2 separate regions of the Pelodiscus sinensis genome follow, and region 1 is linked to region 2. Evidence: chromatin contacts called from public Hi-C data. All regions are on one chromosome and are shown on one strand. The core of a region is the stretch at or near the end of the contact, and the rest is flanking DNA. Distances in the headings are between cores, read along the strand shown. Region 1 holds the start of PHLDA1 (pleckstrin homology like domain family A member 1). Region 2 holds the start of KRR1 (KRR1 small subunit processome component).

Region 1 (6,541 bases), core at 3,345-5,844, 230 kb after region 2:
ATGAGCTAATGATACCATCAGACTTGATTCTGAAAGTCTTGCCCTTCATCAGTTTGAGACAGAACCGTAATGTCATTTAAACCTTTAAAAATGTCCTTAATTGTTTTTAAAGCCCAAACACATCAAGGAAAAGTGACAAAGTTAATTATTTAGGGCCTGATCCAAAGCCCACTGAAGACAATGGATGTTCTTCTAGCATCAGGAGTCTTGACGTCAGAGGACTTTGGATCAAGCTTGTGTAGGTTAGGAAAGATTGCATCTCCTAGTGAAATATGAAACTTGGAGCAGAGAGAGACATATTTTGAATAATTGCATTTATTTGTACCTAGCTAAACATATTTTGAATGGTAAATTTTCTGTATTAGAAGTATATATCTGAAAGGGGATTAGCTACCTGACAAACTGTTAATGGCTCTGAAAAAGAGATTACATTTTCCCAGAAACCAATATTTAGGCACTTATTAAAAGGCAGATGTTTTACAGAGTCAAGGGTAATGGTTTTGAAGAAGCCACTACAAATTAATCTATTTTGTAATTTCCCCTTCCAGCACAATCATCTACGAGGTGACAGAATGAAAATGGCAAATGGAATGAGATGTGAAAACTAGCTCCTGTACTTGCAGGAGATCTTTTGATCTCTTCTTTGCCATCTCCCAGACTGAGGGCCCATTCCTGCAAGCTACTGAACATCCTCAGTTTCAATGAGCCTCGAAAGGAATTACTTTCTTAAGTCAATTGTAACCTATCATTACAATTCAGTCAATATATATCCCTATAAAGGGGCTGACCTCCAATAGCCCCATAGGACTGTTCACATGAGGGTTTACAGGGCTCAGCTTTAATTCTGTTAACATTTAGACCTTGTCTCCACTAACCAGAAGATCAATCTCCCGTGGGTTGATTTAGTGGGTCTAGTAAAGGCCCATTAAATCAACCACTGATTGTGCCCCTATCAACTCCGGTACTCCACCAGGTCCTGAGAAGTTAGGGAAGTTGACAGGAGAGTTTCTCCCATCTACCTTCCACAGTGGGAATGGTGCGGAAATTTGAAGGAAGGTATGTTAACTCCACCTAGGCTATTCTTGTAGCTGGAGATGCATATGTTTATTTGGCTTTGTCCCCTAGTGTAGACCTGTCTAATGCACATGCTTAACTTTATTCACATAAATAGTCCCAAAGACATTAATGGGGCCACTTATACATTTGCAAGATCAGGGCTAGAAAAAAGTTCCTTCACCCTGGAAGAGGCTCAGTACCTTGGAGCAGAATGAACTTTCACCTTGCAGGACGGGGCTCCTATTTGAGATGGACAGAAAATTAAAAGTTACCCTTCAAATGCAGTAGTTGCTTAAGATCTCACATTCATATCATTTTCATATTTCATTTTATGAAGTTACTAAAAACTATATGAGCTATGCAACTAAAACCAATGAGATCTATTTTTAAAGTAAAGCTAAAGCTTCAAAAAAAAGTCCTAAACATATTACTTTTAAGACTTTGTTTCCATTTATAGTTTCTACATGGGCAGCGCAGTTTCCCTATTAGATGGTAAAAAGAAATAGTTCCCTGGCTGAAGCTCTGTACCTTGACTTATAGATAACAGGCCATATGGTACCATCAGATTTTAAAGGACTTCTCACCATTTATTTCAAAGTAGAGAGCTTTAGCCATGCAAAATGGGAAATAATCCACTACATTAAGGGCCCAATTCAGCAAAGTGCATCAGCACTGGCATAACTTGCTTTTTTGGATCAGGGCCTACTAGCCAGTATTGCTCCCAGTGAAATCAACAGCAAAACCCCCAAAGATTTCAACAGGAGAAATGAGACATGTATGCCTAATGCTTTGTTTTCTAAATTTACGGGGTTCGTTAACATAATACAGACAAGATCTCAACACATCTCTCAACATCTGCTTATATTACACACCCAAATAAACTTATTTATCTCAGCAATACAGCAATTTTCAATTTATGAAAATTATGACTGAAACAATTCATTTAAACACTTTAAGACATTTACAAGATGGACTTTAAACAGTGGGATTTTTCAATGCAAGACATTTAAAATCAGTCATAAAAAGTTCAAGAACATGGCCCTTTCATAAACCTTCTGTATCAAAAGAGCTTTGAACTCAAATGTACAGAAGTTTTAATATATAGTTCTCAGTTCTTACAACCATTATCATAACATAAAATAAGCGAGCACATAAATTTGATATAATTTTAATGTGACACTCTTATATCACAAATCAAATTGGTCAGAGTTCCCACTTTAACTGCTGTACGTGATAAATTAAACAAAGGTATTTTATCTCATGCTAATGACTTGGATTATTTTTCTGCATACTGATTTGCATATAAAATGTAACATTCATCTTCCATATTTTAATGTGCTTCCCCTTGACATCTGGTGACATCCAACCCCTGGAGAGAAGCTATTGGTTGTGCATTAAGATCTTTATCCTAGTTCTACACCATGCATTATACTTTCCATGTTAATATAACAACAGTTCCTAAACTAATATTTTGGATACAAATATAAACTATTGTATTCCATGTGGAAAATCACCTAAAATTCACATGGCCATATAAATCACTGGCTTCTCCCAAAACCTCTCTCTCTCTCCAAAGGTTGTAGTTCAGTAGGAAATTAAGGTGTGCTTTGAATTTTGATTTGAAATTCGATTTCTGGATAATGGTCTACATTCAGAAACAACTTGCAAACAAACAAGCCTTTAAAAATCCCTAATAAATAACCATAAAATAAAATAAATGTACAGTACGCCATGTGTCCTAGAAGTCCCATCATGCCAGATGATCCTTTCCAAGGTTCATAAATAGTAGTTAGAGTCCATATGACTTGAAATGTTTTCCCCCTTACAGAGGAAGGGACTGTGCAGAAAAATAGCTGGGTTAAACTGATGCTCCCCAGTCTCCCTGCTTGCTGCTCTCCTTTGTTTGCCAAGTTTTTTGATCCACTGAAACATGTTCACCGCAGAAATGTGCTCAGTCTCGCTGCCTGAAGTGCTGCTTGAATTCAACCTGTGAGAAGAAAAGAACACAGAAGGAAGGGAATGAGCTGACACAGGTTGTGGGCACACAGAGTCAAGCTAAGCTGCTTGTGTGTGTGGAACCGGTTCTCTGAATGCCAAATGGTAGGTGCACAGATAGTCAACGCGCGTGTGTGAGAGAGAGAGATTCCTGCAACAGTGAGCCAGGCACAAATGGATGGGCAGGAGATGGAAGATCACAGGAGCTGGTGGAGCATGGAAGACAGTCCAGAGCTCGGGACCATTCGCTCTCTTGCCCGGCACTCCGTCGGCACAAAAGGCACCAGCACTCCCCGGTAGTGTATGAAACTCCTCGAGGAAACTATTTCCCGCCCGCGCCCCCGGCCGGAGGGAGTCCCTGGCGGGCAAGTTAGCCAGGGTTTGGTGTTTAAAGTTTGATGCTCCGAGGGCGCTTGGGAGCCTGGGGGGGAGGGGATCGGGTTGGTCACGGCTTGGCAGCCTCCCGCCAGTGGCCTGCCCTGCGCAGCTCCATCCCGCGCTGATGAGCCCGGGGGAGGGGAGGCAGGGTAGCGGGGAGCCCGGCGCGCCCTCCCCGCTGGCGGTACCTGGGCCGTGCCGCGGCTGGGACCTCGGGCGCCCTACGCGGAGTTGGAGGCGCTGCGGAGGCGGTGGCCCGGGTGCTGCTGGCCCAGGTGCTGCTGCTTCTGGCGGGTGGAGCGGACGGCCAGCATGGCCTGGCGGTTCTTGTACTGCACCAGCTGCAGCGTGATCTCGGCGTTCCAGCCCTGCTCCTGCGGGCCCCGAAAGTCGATCTCCTTCCCCTCGGCCATGACCACGGTGAAATACACGTACTTGCCCTTCCGCTCCACGCAGTCCACCGTCTTCATGTTGGAGAAGTGCAGCTCCTTGGCCTTGGCGGCCGGCGGCTCGGCGGCCGCGGGGCCCGGCGGGGGCGGCTGCTTGGGGGGCACGAGGAGAAGCCCCTCCTCGGTCAGGATGCAGCGCTTCTTCTTCCACAGCTGCAGCAGCCCGTCGCTCCGCTTCTCCAGCACGCCCTCCTTCAGCGCCTTGCAGCCGCTCTCCAGCATCCTCCTGCCAGGGGGCGCCTTGCGCCGCCCGGCCGCGCAGCCACCTCCCGCCGGGGCAGGCAGCAGCCGGGCCCTCTCCTCCCCGCGCCCGAGCCCTGCTCCGAAACGGATGGCGGCGGGCGGGCGAGCGGGCGGGCGCCGGGACGATCCTGGGTCTAGCGAGGCGGCGGGGGCAGCGAGCGGCCGTGCGGAGCCAGCGCCCGGCTCTGGGCGATCGGTCTGGCCGCTCCGCCGGGGCAGCTGCTGCGAGGCGCCGCGCGAGTTGCCCAGCCCAGAGTGACACCCGGCGGAGGGAAGCCCAGCTCGGGCGAGCGCCACGTTCCTTTCTCACGCCCCCGCGCCCCTGGCTTCCCTTCCAAATATGGGGCTGCCGCCCTGCGCGCTTCCTGCAGGCGCCTCCCTTCGGGGTCAGCCGGGAGCGGCGGGGCTGGCTCCAGGTCTGCCCAGCACGGGTCAAGCGCCCTGAGGAGTCGCCTCGCACTCCGCCTTCAGCACATCACTTTCCCCGCTGCAGTGATGGTTAAATCTGATCTGCGCTATTTTATCTTCGGCTTACAGCTTTCAACAGTCTCATTTATTATCCTTGCAGCCTCATCTAAGCGCCTGGCTCGCACCAGCAACTCTGAGATCAGGGGATGAAAAGCTCTAGATAAAAGCTAAGTGTCCTTAGTAATTATTTATTATTATGAAGCAGCAAGTCTCAAGCCATTTACAATTATAGATGCTGGAACTGGGGTTGCAACTTGAATAGGTGTCCATCATACACATGGGTCACAATACGGTCCAGTGGCTTTCAGCACCCCTACCATAAAACATGCAAAGGTCAACTGCTCATTAAAGCTAATGGACATACTTCATTAAAAGTATACTCACAGCACAAACCTTTGTGCCTGAGGCTTGTTCACCCTAGAAAACTGATAAGAAACAAACCGTAATGTATGGCCAGAAACACTGACAAGGCTGTTAATGAACACATTAACTGGCATTCTAACATACACTACAAGAAGACCAAAAATCCAGTGTGGACATAGCCTAAATGGAAAAGTAGAGAGAGAGAAAAAAATAGATACAAACTTAGTTAAGAGCTGGTCTACACTTAAAAATTAGATTAAACTTAGCTGCAGTGCTCAGTGCTGTGAAAAATGACATGCCTTGAGCACTGCAGTTATGTCGACCTAACCTCTGCTGTAGGCATTGGAGGCCAGGTCAATAGAAGAATTCTTCTGCTGACTCAGCTATCACCTCTCAGGCCACCTCTTCACTTCTTGGAGGAGCAACACCAATATTCACTCTAAGATTTTCCAATCATGAGTGGAGTGAGTTTTGGCTTGTGCACCAATATTGAGGTCATGTGCTCTTGTTTGGATGTGTGCCACTGTGGCACCCAATTTATTAACACATTCCCATATGCCGGGGCAGAACCCCCTTCCCCTGGCCATTCAGTATGTTCTGTTACCAGCTTCTGGAGCAGACCCCGCCTCCTCTACCATGCAGCATGTCCTGTTCCTGGCTGCTGGAGCAAAACTCCCTCTGTCCCCCACCATGTGGCATGTTCCATTCCCAGCCTCTGGCGAAGAGCCTATCTCCCCCCATCGTTCAGCAGGTCCCAGTCTCAGCCGCCAGAACACGCCCTAGCTCCTCCTGTAATGTGGCAGCTCCGGCCACTGGAGCAGGCCTCCCTCCTGCCCTGTCATGTGGCTGAGGCACATCCTGGCCTCCTGCCCCAGTGGCTCCCTCACCACACTGTCTCAGCCAGTCCCGCCTGCTAGAGCAACCGCCTGCTGCCCAAGTGCGGACGTGTGGATCTCCAGAGGAGGTGGGTGGGGGCATACACCTTAGCAGGAACTATGATCAGCATGCTGGTGATTGATCTTTTGAAGTCTGATTTGGCAGGTCTAGTAAAGACCCGCTAAATCGAATACTGAGGGTGCCCCCATTGGCACCAGTACTCCTTTCTGCCATGAGTGGTAAGGGAAGTCAACAGAAGCATTTTTCCAGTTCACCTCCTACTGTCTTGGCTTCGGGTATGTTGACTCCAGCTATGTTACTTATGTAGCTGGAGTTGCACACCTTAGCTGTGACCTTCTGGGTGTAGTGTAGACCTGGCCTCAGACAGGTGAAATAATTACCACCAGCAGGGCCAACTCTGGGCAAAGTGTGTGTATATGGGGGGCACCCTTGCCCTGGAAGGCCTTGGGCAGAAGGGGCAGGGGCAGGAGCAGCCTGCCCTCAGTGATACCTGGACTGCAGCCCCCCCCCCCTTCCCGACACACACACCCAGCTCTCAAAGGGTAGGACACTACAAAGAAAAGTCGGAAAAAGATACACAAATTGCAAACAGCAATTTGAGTATCTTTTTCTGCTTTTCTTTTGAAAGAGGCTTTTCTGAAATTTGGTGTGTCTACATGACGCCAAATTTCAGAAAAACCTTCTCTTTTGAG
Region 2 (5,933 bases), core at 1,875-4,374:
AGGAACACTTTCCTACTGAGAGTTGTCCACTCAGCAACAGCAATGTAGCCACAGCAGATGACCAACACATTTGTGATGTCACATCGAGGACAGAGATTGGGAGGCATGTGGGGGTGCTGCTCTCCTCCCCCTCCCACTTAATCTTTTGGCTTCCCTCCTCACCATGGCCCCTTAGCACAACTCTAGGGTACACAGCCCTGTTCACCTGCTCTTCCTTAGAGAGCCTGCATGGACAGCATGTGTTGGGGGGAGGGTGTGGAAAAGAGTAATTTTACAGGGGTGAGTGTGTGTGAAACTGGAGTCCAGGAATAACAAAGAATGTTTCTTCCTCCCTTTATCAATATCTAGCTTGCAGGTGGCAGTAGTTTCTATACTGCAGTTGGAAGTATCACGGATCTCCTCCCCAGACCCCAATACATTAAGCTATACCCACCATCCCAGTTACAAGCATGTGAGCATACTTTTCATAATAGTGGAAAAGGAGACCCCCATCCCCTTTCCCCTCCCACCTCCACTGTTGGTACTAGGAGCTGACTACTCTCTGCCACTCCATTGCAGGCTATGCACAGTGCTCTCTCCATTCTCAAACTAGAGCAGTGGTCTCCAACCTTTTTACACCGAAGATCACTTTTTAAATCTCAGAACAAGTGAAGATCTACCGCCCCTTCCTTGAAGCCCCGTCCCTTTCTATTCTCCTTCTGTCCATCACTTGCTATCCCCATCCCTTATTTACACACTCTGACAAACACTTTATTTTTAAATTATGCGATATATAAAATTAAAATCACGTGTTTATAGTTATAAAATAAATGGTCTTTTTTTTATTCATGCTATTTAAATCTATTTAAATCTAAAATGAAGCATTTATAATTATACATTTTGTGGGGACAGAGTTCTGCGGCTGGGGGCAGAGGGGAGGGAACTGGGTGCTGGGGGGGCAGAGGACAGGGTTCTTTTGCAGCAGGGGACAGGGTGCCAGTGGGGACAGAGTTTGGGGAGTGGGGACGGGAATGGGGACAGAGTTCTGTAGCTGGGGACAGGGGAGTGGAGTCTGGGGAGCGGGGACAGGGTGCCAGTGGCAGCAGTCACCTGCATCTGCCTCCTCCCAGGATTCTCTCTCCCTTCCTTTCCCCCTCCTCCCCACAGGAAGCCAGCACATGCCTTCTCCGGGCCCCCTGCGATGCAGGGAAAGCCAAACCCCCACAGGAGCCTGCCTCGGGGGCAACTCCTCCCCATTCCGTGGCGTGGCCAAACCCCCGCGGGAGCCTGCACCAGGGGCAACCCCCACCCCTCCCGCAGCGCGGCCAAACCCTGCGGGCACTTACTCCGGGGCCAAACCCCCCTTCCCGTGGTGCAGCGCGGCCAACCCCCATGGGCACCTGCCCCGGAGTCAACACCCCCTCCCACGGCCCGGCCAACTCCCTCCCCTCCCGCAGCGCGGCCAAACCCCGGGGCCGACTTCCACAGCGCAGGGAAAGCCCTGCACCCAACTCTCCCCTCCGGCGCCGGTGGCGCAGGGAAGCCTCTGCACTCCTCCTCTAGGGCCAACGCCCCGTCCCCCAGCACGCAACAGAGCTGTGGGAGGGGGAGCAGCCCGCGCATTTCCGGAACCCCCGGAAGTGACGCGGGCTTCAGAGAAGACTTCCGTCCACCCCGCGGGAAGCCGGCACTACACTAGAGGTAGGTAGTGGAGCTTCTCGGGGGTGGGGGGGGAAGTAGGGGGCGGGGTTGCCCGAACGCCTCGCGATCGACCAGTCGATCGCAATCAACGGGTTGGTGACCATGGAACTAGAGCATTCAGCTGCCAGGAGCATTCTCAGATTGTACCCAACAGCAAGGCTCACTCAGCTGTTTTGCTGACTGGAGGCATCCCTGCCAAACCCAGGGTTCTCTTCATCCATTCCCCCCAAACTTGAGATTCCCCCACCCCATATATCCCAACGTGGCTGTCCCACCCCCATCTGAATCAGCTTCAGTTGAACAAACTGCCTGGCAACAACAGATACTGCTTAGGAGCAACATAGCAATGTGTACCAAAATGTTGCTAATAAGTAACTGCTATACAGCTTCTATCTATTCGGTACTTACCTACATCAGGTAAGCGGGGGACAACAAGAGGCTTCTTACCACTGTGGCTCAGGAGAAGTTCCAGAGCAGCACAGCCCAGGTGTGCCTTTTGTACTCTACATGCTGCTGCAGGGAGCCCCAGCAGGGGATGGGGAACAGGGCCAGCTCAGACATGGGATTGCCAAATTTCTACTAGCACAAAACCAAACACTTTAGCCCTTCCTTGAGGTTCCACCCAGAACTAATTACATTCCACCTCCACCACTCTCCTTAACGCTCATTTTCACTGGGCTAAGGTAAGGGCTCCAGGTGAGGGATATGAATGGCTAGCAGATAAACATCCCTCTTATTGGGTAACGTTTACTGGTTACAGTTAACCAGCAAGAGCTAGAGCAGCCCCCTGACCCACTGCAGGCAGAGGGCTGCTCCGGCCTGGTGGTACTGCCGCAGGCAGGGGATACCCCAGCTGGAGTAACCCCCATCTGCGGTGGGCCTGGCCCAAACAGTCTCCACCCACTTCTGTTTAATCAGTTAAACATAACATTGAACTGGTTAACTGACGAAACACAGAAAGTTACATCCCTGTGCAGGTCAAAGGGCTCTGGGGTCGGGCAGGCAGTCGGGGCGGGAAGGCTCCATCTGGAGGCTTTGGCGAGGACTGACGAGTGCACAAGGGGGGGGGGGGGAGTCAAAATACAGGAGGGGCTGCAGGTTGCAGCAGAGGGCCGGTGTGCAGGAGGGGTGCGAAACCCAGACGCCCGGTCACGGCTCCTGCCTGCACATGGGGGGGGGGGGGGTTAGATCGCCACGTGCAGCTCTCCCCAACCGCACCGACCCGTCACAGCCGGGGCCCTGCGATGCCGCGTGTCCCCGTCCCCGGCCCAGCGGCCGCCGCGGAGCCCAGGCCTCTCCCCCGCCCCCTTTACCCGCTTTCTTTTTGCTCCGCTCCTTGGCCGCCGGCACCGCCTGCGCGCTCGCGGCCTGCCTGGGCGCCGCCATGTCGCCGCCGCCGCGCTGCCCTCTCACCCGGCGCACAGGCCGGGCCCGGCCCCCGGAAGCGTCGGGACGGCGCCGGGCCCCGCGCGTTGCCTGCCGGGCCCTGTAGTCCCCTCTGCTCCGCCCGCGGCCCTGACAGAAACCGCCGCCTCCCCCGCTCCGCTCCGCCCCGCCCCCCGCCAGACCTTTAATCGCTAACTGGGGTGCCGCGTGCTCCCTCCCGAGGCCCGCCCGGGGAAGGGAAGTGAAAGGGGGGCCCGGTGTAGCGTCAGTGGCGGCTACATCCCGCTCCTGCATTAGCGGAGCCCCCTTCAATCATGCTCCAGGCCGTGTAGACAGGCGGCCAGTGTAGAATCATAGAATAATAGGACTGGAAGGGACCTCGAGAGGTCATCGAGTCCAGCCCCCCGCCCTCAACGCAGGATCGACTTTTGCACAAAAACTTGTTGCCTGTCTACACTGGCGGTGAGTTCTTGCGCAAGAACGCTGACGTTCTAATGTAAGAAATCAGTGCTTCTTGTGCAAGAACTATGAGTAGACAGGCAACATGAATTTCTTGCACAAGGAAGCCTGATGGCTAAATCCCGCTTCATTTGCAATTGCGATGCGGCTAATTTGCATCCCTTTTAAGGAAAAGAGATGCAGTCTAGACACAGCCTAACTGATTAGAGAGAAAAGAATAAGAAAAAAATGAGAAAGGTTAAATGAGAACACACAGTCCTTCTCTGTAGCATGGGGACATCAAAACAGCTGTCTGCAGAATGTAAGGACAGTTCACAGTCTCTTCCTTATAGGCCCTTAAAGGCCCTGGATGAGCTGCAGGGGGGCTGCAGGTTGGACACGCTTGCTCTGGCAGTAGCCACACAGTCTCAAGCTCTAGGTGGCCAGACCCCTCTCCCAGTCTGGCCTGCTGGGCCTCTTGGCTGGTGATATCTCCCTGCCCAGAGCCTCTCTCCCCATGTTGCTGGTCCCAGCTGCTCACCACACCCAGCTGCAGGCTGCACTGCTTTGCGAGTCTCCAGCTCCTTGCATTGCTTCTCTGTTCCTTTTGGCTCTCTGAGCACTGCCAGTCTGCTGCTCAACACAGGGTCTGTGCTCCTTGGACTGTGTGTGCCTGGCTCTGTTGCTGCAAAACTGCCCCTCAGCACATCTTGCAGCCCAAGGGCTGTGTGTGCCTGGTTCTGTTGCTGCAGGACTGCCTTGAGGACACAGCTTGCTCCTCTTAGCTGTCTCTCAGCTCTCTCCTTGCTCAGAGAGACCCAGAAAAATCCCAGCTCACAGGGAGGATGGGGCCTGGCCTCTTACTTTCCTCACTGGCCTGTCCAAACTGTCAGTCAGGCGGAGCTGGAGTGTTGGCTGCTTTCCATTGTCTCTGGGGTCTGTCAGTCTCAAGGCCCTGATTTCTCATGGACCCTTCCCCTTTTGATACTGGGAGCTAGCGAACCAAAAACTCCCACGGAGTTTTAGTAAGGGGCTAACAGTCTCCTTACACTTAGATGTTGCAATGCTGAGTGTTATAGTGTCTAACGTTTAGGTGTTTAGAAAATCACAGGATTGATATTATGATCCACAAAGCCAGAGTTAGGCATTTAGGCTTCCCATATAATGAATGGGGAAAGAAAGGTACCTTAAAATGTGATCCACAAAAGCCAACATGCTAAGCAGAAAGCAGCCTGAGCTAGGCAATTGGAGATTCTGATGTGTCCTGAGACCCTTCCCACTCTCAGGGTATGTCTACATTGCACACTTATTTCGAAATAAACTATTCTGGAATACTGAAAAAACAACAAATAGTCTGGTAGCACTTTATAACTGTAGATGGTATCCTGAGCTTTCGTGAGTACAGCCCATTTCTTCAGATGACCAGAGTGTTGGTTGTCTAGAACCAAAATAAATAGGGGAGGTGGAAGAAGGGAAAATTGGGAGGGAGCGGGGGGACAAGAAAAGGCAGGGTATGTCTACACTACCCCGCTAGTTCGAACTAGCGGGGTAATGTATGCATACCGAACTTGCTAATGAAGCCCGGGATTTGAATTTCCCGGGCTTCATTAGCATAAAGCCGGCGCCGCCATTTTTAAAAGCCGGCTAGTGCGAACCCCGTGCCGCGCGGCTACACGCGGCACGGGCTAGATAGTTCGAACTACGTAGCCATTCCGAACTATCTGTACTTTCCTCGGAGTACAGATAGTTCGGAATGGCTACGTAGTTCGAACTATCTAGCCCGTGCCGCGTGTAGCCGCGCGGCACGGGGTTCGCACTAGCCGGTTTTTAAAAATGGCGGCGCCGGCTTTATGCTAATGAAGCCCGGGAAATTCAAATCCCGGGCTTCATTAGCAAGTTCGGTATGCATACATTACCCCGCTAGTTCGAACTAGCGGGGTAGTGTAGACATACCCGCAGTGGATAAAAAATATATCAAGGGAAAGCTGAGCTGGAAAGCAATAGGGAAAACAAATAGATAGTCAAGATTAGATAGTCAAAGGGGGCAGATAAGAACCATTAATTAACAAACAACAAAGAGCCAGGAAACACTTATAGACTGATGAAACATACAGATTTGTTCAAATAAAATGTTGCTGTGGTTTTGTCTGTCATAATTGATGAGCTTGGAAATTCTGACATTCCAGGTGGACTGCTCTCAGCTCGCTGATGTTGATTTGGAGTGTGAGCTCTGCCTGAGACCAGAGACCTTGCATCCTCAAGTCTTCCACATGTGCACCCCATCCCACACTGAAGCATCTGTCACCAATGAGAGGGACGGCTGCGGTCTATTGAAGGAATCTCCTACATACACCACCTGTGGGTTGAGTGAACACAGGAGGGAGTTGAGGACTGGACACAGAAGAATGACAACCCAGTCCAAATTGTCC

The links. Hi-C and Micro-C count contacts between places; a contact is called where the count stands out from the background.
Region 1: a contact with region 2 is called in a Hi-C map of liver, with 5 times the contacts expected there. The contact joins the promoter of PHLDA1 here to the promoter of KRR1 in region 2. A contact is called at or near these places in 2 of 5 Hi-C or Micro-C datasets (liver and an unstated tissue).

Annotation. Positions count from the first base shown.
Region 1 is chr1:68,054,203-68,060,743 of ASM4963464v1, forward strand. PHLDA1 (pleckstrin homology like domain family A member 1) reads right to left here and starts at 4,595. Exons shown (of 2, transcript XM_075932078.1): 1 at 3,618-4,595; 2 at 2,822-3,043. The coding sequence starts at 4,100. The coding sequence ends at 3,651.
Region 2 is chr1:67,826,676-67,832,608 of ASM4963464v1, forward strand. It overlaps KRR1 (KRR1 small subunit processome component), which reads right to left and starts at 3,125. Exons shown (of 9, transcript XM_075932071.1): 1 at 2,994-3,125. The coding sequence starts at 3,066.